2 separate regions of the Sus scrofa genome follow, and region 2 is linked to region 1. A link is a contact called in public Hi-C data. All regions are on one chromosome and are shown on one strand. Each heading gives the region's core, a stretch centred on a gene start, on an enhancer-like site or on the middle of the called end of the contact. The rest is flanking DNA. Distances are from core to core; before and after follow the strand shown.

Region 1 (2,824 bases), core at 26-2,525:
GCTAGTAATCTGCAGAGCTAGGATCCCGACTCGCATCTGATGCGATCTCAAGGTCATCGATCTCAACTTTTGCAATCTTTTCATGTTGTTCAAATCCCTGCCCTGCTAGTGTAACCTTGAACACTTGTTAAGGATCAGAGCAGAAACTTTTCCAGCCTGTTTTTCTAGTCCCACCTTTGCTACAGATCTCCCTAAAACAATGCACTTTTTCTTATTGGTGTTACATAATCATCCCATTGTTACTACTGCTGGTTAATTCACCTTGAACCCTGGCTGTACATAGCTCTAGGTACTTTCAGCACTTAAATACATTTAATCCTGACACCACTGCAAGAGGAAGGTTGTTTTTTTTTTTTTTTTTTTTTTTTTTTTTTCAATTTCTTGGGCCGTTCCTGCGGCATATGGAGGTTTCCAGGCTAGGGGTCTAATCAGAGCTGTAGCTGCCAGCCTACACCAGAGCCACAGCAACGTGGGATCTGAGCCATCTGCAAGCTACACCACAGCTCACAGCAACGCCGGATCCTTAACCCACTGAACAAGGCCAGGGATCGAACCCGCAACCTCATGGTTGCTAGTCGGATTTGTTAACCACTGAGCCACGACGGGAACTCCTGAGGAAGGTACTTTTAGTAAACCCATTTTACTAAGTGAAGAGATCGAGGCCCAGAGAAGCACCTTAAAACTTGCCCAAGGTTCCATCATTAGCGAGAGACAGCTTGGTATTTAATCCCAGGCAGTCTGGTTCCAGAGCCTATGTTCTCAGCCACTGTGCCACTCTGACGGCCAACAGTGCAGCACACGCCATGTCCCAGTCCGTGGCTGCTGATTCTTTCATTAGCAGAGGGTCTTCAAAGGCCAGGGCTGTGGACTTGATCTCTAATGAGTGTCTACACCTTAATCCTGGCCAGATGTCCTGCAAGCATCTCACAGATCTAGGCCCTTGGTTACCAAGGAGACCAGGTGAGGATGGATCAGTGCCAGTCTGCCAGCACCATGGGGAGAACTGTGCTATAGATAAAAGGTCAGAACTAGCTTCTCCGTGTCATTAAAATACCCATTAAAAGGGATGTTAGTCAGTGAATCTGGCTTATTGCTTCCCCAAGTGCTAAACCTGCTTTACCTGCACAGAATGTTGGCTCTCATATCGGTTGGATTTGTCAAAAGGGTCAAATTCCACACTGGCCATTTTATCAGAAGGGTAAATACTGTGTGTTTAGCTATTTGTTGTCCTCAGATTGAGAGAGTGTTTCTGTGAAAAGCTTTGGAGGTTTTCGGGCAGAGCCTAGTGTCACAAGGGGCTTTAGGGCTCAAAGTCCATTCCCACTGTTTTACAGATAAGAGAGGCCAGGTCGGCAGGCTCTGCTTCCACGCAGCTAACAAATGGCAGACCCAGGGCGGACCTCCCACCTGCCATGAGAGGGCCAACTGCCACTGTGAAATTATGCCTGCCCTAAACTCTTCAAGAATTTATTCGGGCTTCATTGGCAAAGTTCGGGAATCAAAACTGGCTATTTCCTCATTGGAGGAGGAAGAAGGATGTGCTTTCTGGGCAACTAGTCTCTATAGAGTCAAGCTGAAGTGAAGAATTGATCAACTTCCTGGCCGATTTGCTCATCAAGGAAGTTATTTCCTTAAATGTCCACTACACTTTATGTGAATTCTACGTAACTTTGTGTATTTCACTGTTTCCTCTAGACAGACTCATACTGAAGGTTTTTTTTATCCTTTACTTTTTTTTTTTTTTTTTTTGCTTTTTAGGGCCATACCCATGGCATATGGAGGTTCCCAGGCTAGGGGTCGAATCGGAGCTGTAGCTGCCGGCCTACACCACAGCCACAGCAACATGGGATCCGAGCTCATCTGTGACCTACACCACAGCTCACGGCAATGCCGGATTCTTAGCCCACTGAGCGAGGCCAGAGATTGAACCCACAACCTCATGGTTCCTAGTGGGATTTGTTTCCGTTGCACCACAACATGAACTATCCTTTATACTTTTCTAATAGGAATATTGTCACACCATTTAATAGATCTTATATACCAATTATCTTTCAAAAATCTTGGCATGCAAAACAAGTCTGTCATTTTAAAAATAAATTGGTAGTAAGGGGTTTCCATTTGGGATAGTGAAAAAGTTCTGGAACTGGATAATCATGATGGTTGTGCAACATCATGAATGTATTTCATGCTACTTTAAAGTGGCTAAAATGGTAAATTATGTATATTTTCCATAATAAAAAAACAAATATATACAAATATATAAATATATAAAAAACATAAATATCTATACAAACATATAATAATGAATATTATATGTATGTTTATATATGTAAAACATATAAATATATATACATATATAAAGAAACCTAATTATTGGGAATAAGAAAAAATTAGATCAGTTGAAAATGTTATATTTCATCGATTTATTCAATAACTATTTTTCGAGTACCTCCTAGGAATCAGGTGCATATGTGAAACATATTTTTTTTGTCATTTTAGGGCCTCATCTGTGGCATAGGAAGGTTCCCAGGCTAAGGGTCCAATTGGAGCTGCAGCTGCTGGCCTACACCACGGCAACACGGGATCCGAGCCGTGTCTGTGACCTACACCACAGCTCACAGCAATGCCGGATCCTTAACCCACCGAGCAAGGCCAGGGATCGAACCTGCCTCCTTGTGGATGCTAGTCAGATTCATTTCTGCTGAGCCACGATGGGAATTCCTGAAACATTTTTGAAAGTACTTGCTAACTGTAAGCTGTTATGAAATTGTAGGATATATGTTTAACTGTGTCTGTTTGTGGAGTGAGGGCTGGGTATTTTCCC
Region 2 (2,700 bases), core at 138-2,637, 110 kb after region 1:
GGTGACCAGCGGCCCCTTCCTGCCTCGGCAGAGCGTGGAGCTCCTTCCGCCCCGCATGTGAAATCTAAGCCGGGAGCCGACCCGCAGCTGGAATGAACATTCAAACCCAGCGGTCATTGTGTCTTGAGGATGACTTTGCGGCTGTCTTCACCGCTTGCAGCCGCGCTGAGAAGTCTGTTCCCACCGAGTGAGCAGACTTTGACTCGTAAGAGGGACAGGAAGAGAATTTCAAAAAATCTTACCGGAAAACCACCTCTGAGAAAGTCAAAACGGGGTTTGGGGCGGGGGAGGAGGGGGGTAAGGCTGACCACACCAGGGGCTGGTCTAGAGCTGGGCCACCAGATCAGCAGGCAGAGAACGGTCACCTCCAGTCCCATCCCTCTTTGTGAAGAGTGTGGCATTTCAGTCTTTGGCCAGTGAGTCATCAGAAAATGTTATTTCTCATTTTAGAAAAATACCTAGGAGTTCCCGTCGTGGTGCAGTGGTTAACGAATCCGACTTGGAACCATGAGGTTGAGGGTTCGGTCCCTGGCCTCTCAGTGGGTTAAGGATTCGGCGTTGCCGTGAGCTGTGGTGTAGGTCACAGACGTGGCTCGGGTCTGGTGTTGCTGTGGCTCTGGCGTCAGGAGGTAACTACAGCTCCAATTGGACCCCTAGCCTGGGAACCTCCATATGCCGCGGGAAGCGGCCCTAGAAAAAGCAAAAAAAAAAAAAAAAAAAAAAAAAGAAAGAAAGAAAAATACCTGATCTCAGTGGGACATTTCACTGTTATCTGTTCTCCCTAAAAATATGGTGGTGGCAGTGGGGGAACCCAGACCCTTAGAAATTAAAGCCATATGGATACCATATTTAAAAAAAAGAACGCAAAACACAACAACGCAGGCCATTACATGATTGCTGACCGTAGGAATTCAGTATTTATAATTTACATTCTTTCCCATACTTTGCAGTCCTTTTCAGAAGTGAAGAGCAGAGGTTTACGGCCTCGCCAGATCGTAAATCAGATTCCTGAGGGCTGAGGGAGCTGCTACAGGCAGGGGGCATCGCCTTCCGACAGTTTGCAGAAGGCAAGGAAACGTCAGGAAAAGAACCCAAACAGACAGAGGGGGGGCTCTGCTTCAAGGAAGCTCGAGACACCCGTTAGTCCCGCCACCAAGCACGGAAGCAGCAGAAAACGCAGGGAAGATCAACATCTGCAGTCGCTGCGGGCACCACCGCTAAGTGCGCACCAGGGGGAGGGGAGCCCCCCGGGGCTCCTTACCCTCCATCAGCAGAGGCTGCCTGAGAGCCAGGCGGGGGGGTGGAAATAGGTGGAGGCTCGGGTCCAGGAACCCGGCAGAAGACGTGTGCGCAAGAATTAAATCAAGGAGCCTGGGGTGGGAGGAAGAGCATCAGGGTTGATCTGACGCCCCCTAGTGGCCATGTGCTCTTGGGCGAAGTACTCGAGCCTCAGAGCCAGGGAAACGTGGAAAACAGGCAAACTCACAGGATTGAAGAATACACATACATTTGGGGCTGGATGCAAAGGGGAGCGGGGGAGGGGGTCTTAAGCGACGCCCCTTATCTAGAATTGGAAGTGCTGTTCTGGCACCTGGCTCCCTAGCAAACCCAGCTGAGTGGTATCCAGGAAGATTCAGGGGAGGGAGGGTGTCTCAAGACACACCACCTCTCCAAGAGGTCTTTTGAAGCACCCCAGTCGCCCGAATGCCTTTGTCTGGAAGATCTGTCGGCAGGGGCCCTGGTGAACTCATCCGCCTACTCCTGGCCTGGCTTTCATTCCCTCTGAGAGAAGGCAGAGGATTTTAAACATTTTGAAACGTGGGGATCTTGGCGTGCCTTTCCCAGGTTGCACCCGTAAAATACCTAATCAGCCCATGATGTGTGCAGATGGACTGACGGATGAGTCAGGCGAGTGGGAACAGTAAGGTTTACAGTCCAGATTTTCCAGCATGGATGGTTACATAAACCATGCCTGCAATTTGATGCTGTAATTAAGGCTATTGTGTGTATACTTCAGACATGTGAATGCAATATTTTAGGTTTTGGGTCTCTGATTTACCTTCTTTTACTTTTAAAGGCAAACAAATCTTATTTCCCATGGTTGTAAAGTCCACATGAGTCCCCTTTACTCAGCGTCCAGAAAAGGGACAGACACACCCTACACAGGAAGACTGGTGTCTGAGGAGCTGAGGAGATTTGTGGGGGTCAGGAGGTCAGGCATATGGGGAATACCTTCTGCCATTAGCACCCACAATTTGCAGACCCTTGGCAATGATGTTTTCAGAGTATTCCAATAACAAACAAACAAAACTAACTCCCAGGGCAAAGAGGTCCAAGCACGAGCCCAGAATGGCCAAGGAGCTTGGGGGTCCGGTTGCATCAGTCGTGATAGCAAAACTCTCAGACCAATTCTATTTTCTTTTTTCCCCCCTTCTTCTTCTTCTTCTTCTTCTTTTTAGGGCTGCACCTGCGGTATATGGAGGTTCCCAGGCTAGGGGTCTAATCAGAGCTACTAGCTGCCAGCCTACACCACAGCCACAGCAACACAGGATTCAAGCTGCGTCTGTGACCTATACCACAGCTCAGGGCGATGCTGGACCTTCACCCACTGAGTGAGGCCAGGGATCAAACCTGCAACCTCATGGTTCCTAATCAAATTCATCCACTGTGCCACGACGGGAACTCCCCAATTGTATTTTC

What was found. A called contact is a pair of places that touch in the nucleus more often than the background predicts.
Region 2: a Hi-C map of liver shows a contact between it and region 1, with 9 times the contacts expected there. The contact joins two enhancer-like sites. A contact is called at or near these places in 2 of 47 Hi-C or Micro-C datasets (liver and skeletal muscle) and 1 of 2 datasets of contacts at active chromatin or transcription factors (alveolar macrophages).

Annotation. Positions count from the first base shown.
Region 1 is chr4:40,181,521-40,184,344 of Sscrofa11.1, forward strand. No RefSeq gene overlaps it. Among named protein-coding and RNA genes, the nearest start is that of SDC2, 53 kb to the left of the region's middle. Within about 2 kb of position 1,276, at least 4 of the 83 cell types and tissues checked have an H3K27ac peak or open chromatin away from gene starts, as enhancers often do. A contact at or near this core is called in alveolar macrophages and liver, where this site is marked.
Region 2 is chr4:40,291,379-40,294,078 of Sscrofa11.1, forward strand. No RefSeq gene overlaps it. Among named protein-coding and RNA genes, the nearest start is that of PTDSS1, 83 kb to the right of the region's middle. Within about 2 kb of position 1,388, at least 22 of the 83 cell types and tissues checked have an H3K27ac peak or open chromatin away from gene starts, as enhancers often do. A contact at or near this core is called in alveolar macrophages and liver, where this site is marked.